Regions from separate parts of the Mus musculus genome. Here all the other regions are linked to region 1. Evidence: chromatin contacts called from public Hi-C data. All regions are on one chromosome and are shown on one strand. The core of a region is the stretch at or near the end of the contact, and the rest is flanking DNA. Distances in the headings are between cores, read along the strand shown. Region 1 has its middle 32 kb from the start of Gm31559. Region 2 overlaps Rbms3 (RNA binding motif, single stranded interacting protein). Region 3 overlaps Rbms3 (RNA binding motif, single stranded interacting protein).

Region 1 (3,051 bases), core at 254-2,753:
TATTTAAGTAAACACTAAGATGTTGAGTCATTGGGATAACGTAGTTCTATAATCCCAGCCCTTGGAAGATGGAAGCAGGAGGATCAGGAGTTCAAGGCCACCCTCAGTTATATAGTGAGCCCAGGGCCTGCCTGGGCTACTTGAGACCATGTGTTAATAAAATAAAATAATTACGTGGAAAGAAACCTAAAGTATCACATATTCCATACAGCATTTCATTGCTGATTCTGTTCCTCTCCAGTCGAAGTTGCTGCACTGCAGTGGGATTTAGCCTTTGTAGAACACACAGCACACATCTCTGTTCGCAAGCATTTTAGACCTTGATTGACGGGACCGTGGGAATCATTTTGTGGCTAATTTTTGCATCTCTAGTCTTTAGCACAGTGACAGTTTCTTGTTTAATTTTCAGTGACTATTCTAGAACAACGCATGATAATTAAAGCCCTTAGCAGGATCTATCAGAGATTTTTACGTTAGAGAGCCCATGATCTATTGAGGAAGATTCATCAGCCAGTGGTATAACACAATGAATTTCATGGTATAATATGTACAGGCGATAACAAGGGGCAATCACATCCTGTAGGCTAGCTCTGGGGAAGGCTCCTGAGGAGCAGAGATAGCGGGAATGCACCTTGAAGGGTCAAGGAGAATTTACCCAGAGATGGGAGTGGAGGACACAGCCAGCTGCAGAAACAGACTTTAAATATAGACAGAGCGCTCAAAGACAACCAGTGCGTGTCAGAGAGCGCCTAGCCCTGGAGTGGTGGAGCCAGAGCCAGAAGAGAAACCTGGGCAGGAAATCTGAGCCAAACTGGAAAGTTTGATATGCTGTGCTAAGAAGGTTGAGTTTTGTTCCTTCTTGGTGGCTTTAAGCAGAGAAATGACAGGATCTGTATTTCTAAAATGCCAGTGGCCGTATACAAAACTGGATTCTCAAGGAAGCAAGTGAGTAGGGGCCACTTGCAAATGCAATGTGCTGAGATAATGGGGAAGTGAGGGGGGGGGTTGTGCTGAAGGAGAGGGAGGGAGGGAGGGATGGAGGGAAGGAGGCAGGGAGGGAGGGAAGGGAGGGAGGGAGGACCACACATCCCTGAGGAACCTTCTAGGTAGGCACAGATAGAATGGGGAGGCAGACTGGAGAGTCTCTGTACACTCACAGTATCAACTCCTTCTTGCAGTTTGGAGTTTGTTTAATTGTTTGTATAATCCAAGGTGGCCTTGAATGTTCATTTATCATTTTTTAAAGGAGAAGCATATGTCTGTCTTTGAATTTGGGACTCTCATTAATCAGTGGAACCATCCCTGCGCGTTCCCTGACTTCTGTCTATGGTCTTTATGGGCGCTCAGACCCCTGCGCTCTCATCACTGAGGAGAACGGCCATTGACTGTCTTCTCAGAGCTCATCTGAATTAACTTTATATCCCTTTGTAAAGGATGAGGCCAGGGTAGAGAAGCAGCCGAGAGGCGGCCTGAGAGGCAGGTCCTCATTGGCTCCTTGTTCTTCCAAGTGAGCAATTTGCCTCTTTAGAGACTCCCAGGCATGAGTCAGAGCTCTTCCCGAATCACAGTTCTCAAGAGAATGTTTCCACATGACCAAAACACAAAACAAACAAAAAGCAAAACAACAAAAGCAACAACAACAACAACAAAAACCTAGAAACAAAAAAGCAAAACCAAAACCTAAAAAATCCAAACCCGAAACAAGAAGCTCAGCAGAGGAGAAACGAACAAACTTCTGTGACAGGAGAGGAAGGGCCAGCAAAACTGTGGTCTTTGACAGCATTTGTGAGCATAGGTCACACAGCGCCACATAAAGCTAGACATAGATGTGTCTGGGAAGAGAGAATCTCGACTGGGGAATTTCTTCCATCACGTGAGTCTGTCTACAGCGCCTTTTATCACTTAGTACTTGTGGTGGCACACGCCTTTAATCCCAGCACTTGGGAGGCAGAGGCAGGCGGATTTCTGAGTTCAAGGTCAGCCTGGTCTACAAAGTGAGTTCCAGGACAGCCAGAGCTACACAGAGAAACTCTGTCTCGAAAATCAAAAACAAAAACAAAACAAAACAACAACAACAAAATCACTTAGTACTTGATGCAAGCGGTCCCAGCTGAGCGTGGGTACAGGACTCCTAGGCAGGTAGACCTGGCCTGTATAAGAAAGATAGCTAAGCATAGGGGAGGCCTGCCAGGGAGCGCTCCTCCATGGTCTCTGCTTCAGTTCCTGCCTCTAGCTCCTGCCTTGACTTCCCTCAGTGACAGACAAAGACTGAAAGCAGAAGATGAAATAAACCATTTCATCCCCAGATTGTTTCCGGTCCCGGTGTTTTTGACAACAGCAGAAAAGCCAGCAAGGACAGCATCAGAACAACTGCTTAAAAATCAACAGAAACGGATCCTTACTTTCATCTCTACTTCTAAAATGCTATAAATTGAAATATGTAAACTTTAAATGTTTAAATAGCCCCGGTAAGATCACCCTATCATTTAAGTAGACAACTGTTGCTTCTTGCCCAACTAGAATTAAGAAGCTCCAAAAATTTCAGAGAGGCAAGAGTCTCTTTCTCCGGTACAAGAAAGAGACATTTAACTGTGGCCTTCCAGCATCTTCCCACTTTGGCTGCTTCTTTGGAAATAAAAATTTTATTCCCCTGATAATTTTGTGCCGAGTGGTGATTGTCAAGACATCGGCCAACAGGTGGCGCTGCAGGTCCGTGTCAACGTAATTACGAGGCGCCTCTGGTTTTGTATAGAAACAGAAAATCCACCTGTCCTCCACAGGAAATCACAGGGTCTCCTGGAATAGCCTAAAAGGCTTCCAATAAATATAAACCCCAAGGATTTATAGCACTTCTTACTGCTTGCCCAGAGTCCTGTGCTAGAGAAAGGACTACCCGAAAAGTTTGACACTTACAGCTGTTTAAATATATAGGAAAGGGGCAACGCGTAGAACTAAAAGTCAACGTTCCAGCCTGGGATTATATAGCATGATTTACAGATGTCGTGATGAAAACCAGGAAGGATGTTACAGACGTTGCAACCATTTGAGTCT
Region 2 (3,051 bases), core at 312-2,811, 450 kb after region 1:
AGCCACACTTACATTGGCTATTGTGGTAGTCAGTCCACTGTCAGCTTGACAGAAACTAGAAGGTCCTGGAAGATGAGCCTCTTAGGCATGTCTGTGGGGTTATCTTGCTTGTATTCACTGATGTAAAGAGCTCTGCCCACTGTGGGCGACACCATCCCCTGGCTGGGATCCTGGACTATGCAAGAGAGGAAGGGAGTCAGCAGCAGCCTGCATCACTCTCTGCCTCCTGACCGTGCGTGTGATGAGAGCAGCTGCTTCTGTCTCCTGACACCTTGATTTCCCTGCCTTGATGGGCTGTCAGTGTAAATAAAGCCTTTCTCTATTAAGTTGTTTTGGCAGGACGTTTTTATCATAACTGTTTGTGATGGGAAATGACAGGGACCGAGACTCTCCTTCTGGAAGAGAAAATGGACTTCATTGTTTGGGGGGGGGGAGGGATATTTAATAGAGATTAAATGGCAACCTAAGCTTCACCTTAAATATATTAAGTTGGGGTGTGCCATATTGAAAGTAGTACAGTTATCTGTATACAAATATTGATTAAAAATTACCACTGAAAGCTAGAAGAGTTGTGTGCACACACATACATGTGTGCACACATAGCACATACACCATACAGGAATTAAAACGATAAGAAAACAAAATAAAAGAGTAGGGCTCCATTAACTGAAGAGTGTTTCACTAGTCAGGAAACATTGGGAGCAAGAATCCTCATTTCAGACTCTGCAGAGCTCACAAGGAAGAGGGTATCGGTGAATGAGGCCGCTGTCAGACACCCTCTTCATTCACGCCGTAAATCACAAACATTAGACGTTGGCAGTTTATATTTTGGTTGTGATCTTTGACAACCTTTTATTTCTATCTAACAGAAAACTGATGAATGAAACAAAGCTTCCACGAAAATCTAAGCATCCTGTAGCTCTGTGAGGACAACTCCCTACCCAGATAGAAATGCGCCAGGAAGGACAAGTGAGCTGTTTCAGCAGGGAAGGCTCGTGGCACCCGGTCAGAGGACCTGAGTTCAGGAGCAGAATCCATGTGATAAAAGGAGAGGACTAAATGCTGCCGATTGTCCTCTGACCTCCACATGTCTGTCTGTCTATCTGTCTGTCTGTCTGTCTGTCTGTCTCTCTCTCTCTCACACACACACACACACACACACACACACACACAGAGAGAGAGAGAGAGAGAGAGAGAGAGAGAGAGAGAGAGAGAAACTTAGTGGTAGTAGAAAAAAATCATAAAAATAAAATTTGAATATTCTTTCTAACATCTGAGACAAGCTTTACTTTCTTTAACTCCTGACTTCATCCTGATTGCACTAAATATATCCTAATCTGGAATATTCTAAACAGAAAATGAAGAACACTCATGTGTGCATAGTCAACTAGTTCCTCACCACAGAGTACCCTGTGGCCCATTTTGTGACTCCCCTGCTCATGTCTTTCTCAGAATAAAATTAACTTTTCTAGAGATCTCGTCGTCTCTGAAGGAACAAAGGTCCTACATGTCTGACTGACACCAAACCCATCAAGGCAGTAGATCTGGGAAGAAGTTGGCTCATGAAACCGCTTAGTCATTCCCATTCAACCCTCCGACGCTCAGTGTGAGCTGCCAAGAAGCCGTATCATGAAAAGCTAATTTGGCTCTTGAAGATAGCATGTTTTCACAAAGTGATAAGAAGGAGAAGTTGAGCTGGGTTCAGACAGGCTGTCTCTGTTCTCAGAAATATTGTCTGCTGTTTTATCAGCCGCTACATTCCACAGCAAGAGATGAAATACGACATTCTCTCCCTCCAAGGGTGGGGCATGCTTCTATGCGTGCATGTCTGTGTGTATGTGCGCGCGTGCATGCGTGCGTGCGTGCGTGCGTGCGTGCGTGCGTGCGTGCGTGCGTGTGTGCGTGTGTGTGTGTGTGTGTGTGTGTGTCCTTACTGCACAAGTTTGGTTCAGTCAGCAGTTGACACAGAATCCTGCCTCTGGACACATCCCTTGAACCTTCAGCCTCTGCTGAAACATTTCCTTTCTCCTGGCTTTCATCTGAGTTTCTCTCTTCTCCACCCCACTTATTCCCCTTGGCTGCTGTTCAGTTTGGTCATACATTTTCCAGGATGCAATCTTTAAGGGATCCTGCCATGTGAACTGAACTTACTCTATTCCCAGCATTCCCCGTGCTCTTCTGTCCCCCTCGGGGAAACATGATAACCTTTGTTTTCGAAAATACCCCTGCCTTGTGTGTATATTTGCTTTGAAAGTTGAGTCTTTGAACAGGATCTGGAGCCGGCCGGCTCACACTTAGGGAGAGATCACAAGACGCTACAAGGAACCAGACAGATTATCTTGCCATCTGCTGAGGGGTTCTAAAGGAAGTGGGGCAGTTAAAGATGAAAGCGAAGCTGAGCTCCTCGCCCCACTGTTCAACCCCCACATGCCAGGAATAATCTTGACCGACCCCAAACCTGTTGGTTGGCCTCTTAGAGAAAAGCAATAAAGTTGAACTGAGTTCCGTTACCCTGCATTAGCTGTGATCCAAATATCTAGCCATTTACAATTTGACACTTTCATAGGAGTGGTGACTCATTCCTGGAGCATATCAGCCTTAAAGCAAATAGCCACATGAAGTTCAGAATACCAGAATAGGCCAGTGGCTTCCCTATTCTCTCTCCCCACTGCCCTGTACATTCAGGTGTTATTTCTGCTACATTATGTCCCTTGAAGATGCTGGTTACTGAAAGAGGCCAGAGACTTTTACAACCTAAAGAAGCAAGCAGGCCATGCTCTCCCTCTCTCGCCACCTTTCTCTCCTTTCTTCTTTCTCTTTCTCTCTGTCCTTTCCCTCTCTTCCCGCTTCTCTCTCTCTCCTTTTCTCCCTTGCACTCCTTCTCCTTCTCTCCCTGCCTCTTCTTTTCTCTCTCTTATATAATTAAGAAACGGTGCTGCAGCTGATATGGTCCTATGCTTAGCCATACATGCTCACTGCCATACAGGGTACCCCACACTAAATGTCCTGCTATAAGACCTTCCACCATGCCCTGAAAAGTTACAAAAGTCA
Region 3 (3,051 bases), core at 387-2,886, 380 kb after region 1:
TGCCATGGCTCAGGTACATTTCCAAGAATTTTCAAAAAAATCTAATTGTATACGGTCTTGTTGTTTCTTCAATTGTATGTGTGTGTGTGTGTGTGTGTGTGTGTGTGTATACTTGTATCTGTGTGGAGACCAAAGGAAAACCTTGGCTGGCACACAGTTTGTTTCTTGAGGCAGGATCTCTCACTGGCCTGAAGCTCACTAAGGAGCCTCTACCGACACCAGCTCCATAATGTTCAATCTTCATTACTATATTTTTACTTAAGTGTATATTGGGGGGAGGGGTTGTGTGTGAATAGCACCTGTGGAGGCAAAAAAAGAGGAGTGAGATTCCCCCAGAGCTGGAGTTACAGGTGGCTGTGATCCACCCCAGGTGGCTGCTGGGAACTGAATTCATGTTCTCTGGAAGAGCAATACATGCTCATAATTACAGACTCATCCCTCCAACCCCATAATTGAAAATTTAAATATAATAAATATGTAAATTTAAATATATAAATACAGAGCAAGAAAGAGAAAATTTCATCCATTATTTAATGAGAGGAACCCTTAAACTATATGCTTCCTGTTTCTATAAGGTTTTTTTGTTTTGTTTTGTTTTTTTTTAAACTTCCATTTCTAGGAAGAAAGCAATTCTAATTCTGTTTCCCTATCTTCCCACATGAGATCTACTCACTGTTACCTCTTTGAAGAAAAGCTTCATCCTGGGTAGACACATGAATGGGAGAGGAAATGGGAGCCCTTAACTCCCACAGACGGTATATTAAGGGCATTTCATTCTTGGAGTTAAAGACAGAAGGCTCGTGCCTGGAGAGTCCCTTCTCTGTAAAGTCTCTCACTGAGCTCACGCAGATAACAGACAAAGGAGACTAAATGCTGCTTGCAAACCCCCCACAAATCAAATCCTTTCTCTTTGTCCTAAAATGACATGTAATTCTAAACGAAGACCAAACATAGCTGAAGGTTGCAATGTGCAATTGCTGATTTGGGGAATACAGAACAAGCTAAAAAGAAAATGGGCTGCTATCCACTCCACGTGCACAGCCAGCCTATTTTTACTCCGGTTTGAAAGTTTCAAGTCTCCCTTCTGGGTTCTAAATAGGATCATCTTTCCTTAAAGCCATTTTCTAGCTGTGGCGGGCCTGATGAGGGGCTCTTTCTAGGAACACAAAGGTAGCCGTGGAGATGGCTTGCTTTGGGTTCATTCAGATCTAACTAAGTAGATGTCTGCTGTGAGCCATTAGAGATTCTTTGAGAGAGTAAATGCAATGAACGACTTTTCTGTGACTGTCAGCTTGCAGCATCAAAGCATGGTACATTGTATCACTCAGCAGTGACAATTTCATTTGGATACACGGGGCCACACCTGATCATTGCAAAGCTGCCCCAGCAACACTGGCTCGGTGCCTCCAGGAGCTGACAAAGAGGCAGAGCCAATGTTCTGGAAACGGAACAAAAGTGAGACCTGTAGGTGAATACCCGTATTAGCCAGAACATGCCTATTTTCCTCTCAAGTTTCACAATTAAGTGCTCGGTGCAGCTGCCAGCTGAAGCTCTCTGAAATCTGGCCCATGCAAGGCTTGAAGCTGACAGGAGTGCTCTCAAGTCCCCACTGGCAGCAGCTGCCTTTACAGGCCCCTTGCAGCCATCCTGGCTCAGCACAGTGCCTCCATTCTTCTAGAAAGTAGCTGAGCCCTTCTGTGCCCTGCAGAACAGCGCCTGGGTGGGGTCAACCCTTCATCGGACAATGCGTTAACCGCTCTTAGGAGGCGCCAGGCATGGGGTAAAGCTTCAGGGGGCTTTTTAGGTCTGCTGTTTGAATGTAAACACATGTTCAAGGGTGTGTTTCTTTCTTGCCTCATGACTTATAACTGCTGGCTTCAGTCATTTGAAACACACTAAAGGATTCCGTTGTTGCTGCTGCTACAGCTGCCTCTCCCTCCAACTCTTCTTCCTTCTCTCTACCCACCTCCCCTCCTTCTCTTCCTCCTCCTCCCTCTCTTCCTCCTCATAAGTCTTATTCCTCCTCTTCCTCTTCTTCTCAACAACTACTACTGAGGAGGGAAACTGATATTATAGCTCACACAATTCACAGTCAAACTAAAACACACAAGAACCTGCTCCAGCACCGGTAGAATGTTCTGGATCAGGCTTGACACACAGAGGAAGGAAGTCTTGTGGAAACCCATGTTCAGCTAAACTCTCACCTCAACAGAGTCCTCTCAGGTCACGATCTGAAAGCTCTAAGCATTATAAGCCATGGATTTAAAAACAAATCCACTCCATTGTCACATGCTAGGCTTAATTAGAGGTTTCCGCTCTTGTGAAATGTTTGGTGTTTTGCAATCACAGGCACTGGATAAACTATTGGTGACATGGAGGAGCATCCAACTTTAGGAGCCAAACATCCTCATTTCTGGTAAGATTTACGCAAAGTGTCAAAGCTATCAGAGGAATTTTAATGACTAAAATGTGTGCTCTTTCTAGCATTTCAAAATTAAATGACGTCATTTGCTTCTTAACCCATTGCAGCATAGAATGCAATAGTGAGTCCCCAGGACAAGGGAAATTTTTAATTAATTAATTAACTAATTAATTAATTAATTAATTTTTACACTCCAGATTTTATCCCCTGCCCCTGTTCACCCTCCGACTGCTCCACATCCCGAACCTCCTCCCCACTCCCCACCCGTCTCCATGAGGACGTATGTCCCCACCCCCACCCCACCTGACCTCTAAAATCCCTGGGGCCTCCAGTCTCTTGAGGGTTAGGTGCATCATCTCTGATTGAACACAGAACCAAAAATATTCTTTTTAAAAAATCTGTTTTAGGTTTGTGCCTCTGTGTGTGTGTGTGTGTGTGTGTGTGTGTGTGTGTGTATGTGCACAGCATATGCATGTACACATACACACTCACATGTGCACTCATGGCACTCATATGGTAAAGGTTAGTCATCAAGAGACATTCCTCAGGCACCATCTATCTTCTCTTAGAGACAGAATCTACCCACCAAGTAGGCTAGGCTGACTGGCAACTTGCTCTCTTCCAGTTAA

What was found. Hi-C and Micro-C count contacts between places; a contact is called where the count stands out from the background.
Region 2: a contact with region 1 is called in a Hi-C map of uterus, with 5 times the contacts expected there. The contact joins two enhancer-like sites. A contact is called at or near these places in 2 of 484 Hi-C or Micro-C datasets (nephron progenitors and uterus) and 1 of 9 other capture datasets (embryonic stem cells).
Region 3: a contact with region 1 is called in a Hi-C map of uterus, with 2.8 times the contacts expected there. The contact joins two enhancer-like sites. A contact is called at or near these places in 4 of 484 Hi-C or Micro-C datasets (cardiomyocytes, cerebral cortex, cortical neurons and 1 more) and 1 of 9 other capture datasets (embryonic stem cells).

What each region holds. Positions count from the first base shown.
Region 1 is chr9:116,423,743-116,426,793 of GRCm38.p6, forward strand. No RefSeq gene overlaps it. Among named protein-coding and RNA genes, the nearest start is that of Gm31559, 32 kb to the left of the region's middle. Within about 2 kb of position 1,504, at least 7 of the 459 cell types and tissues checked have an H3K27ac peak or open chromatin away from gene starts, as enhancers often do. A contact at or near this core is called in uterus, where this site is marked.
Region 2 is chr9:116,871,545-116,874,595 of GRCm38.p6, forward strand. All of the region lies in intron 4 of Rbms3 (RNA binding motif, single stranded interacting protein), which reads right to left. Among named protein-coding and RNA genes, the nearest start is that of Gm39452, 320 kb to the right of the region's middle. Within about 2 kb of position 1,562, at least 94 of the 459 cell types and tissues checked have an H3K27ac peak or open chromatin away from gene starts, as enhancers often do. A contact at or near this core is called in uterus, where this site is marked.
Region 3 is chr9:116,806,250-116,809,300 of GRCm38.p6, forward strand. The region is part of intron 5 of Rbms3 (RNA binding motif, single stranded interacting protein); the gene reads right to left. Among named protein-coding and RNA genes, the nearest start is that of Gm39449, 280 kb to the left of the region's middle. Within about 2 kb of position 1,637, at least 88 of the 459 cell types and tissues checked have an H3K27ac peak or open chromatin away from gene starts, as enhancers often do. A contact at or near this core is called in uterus, where this site is marked.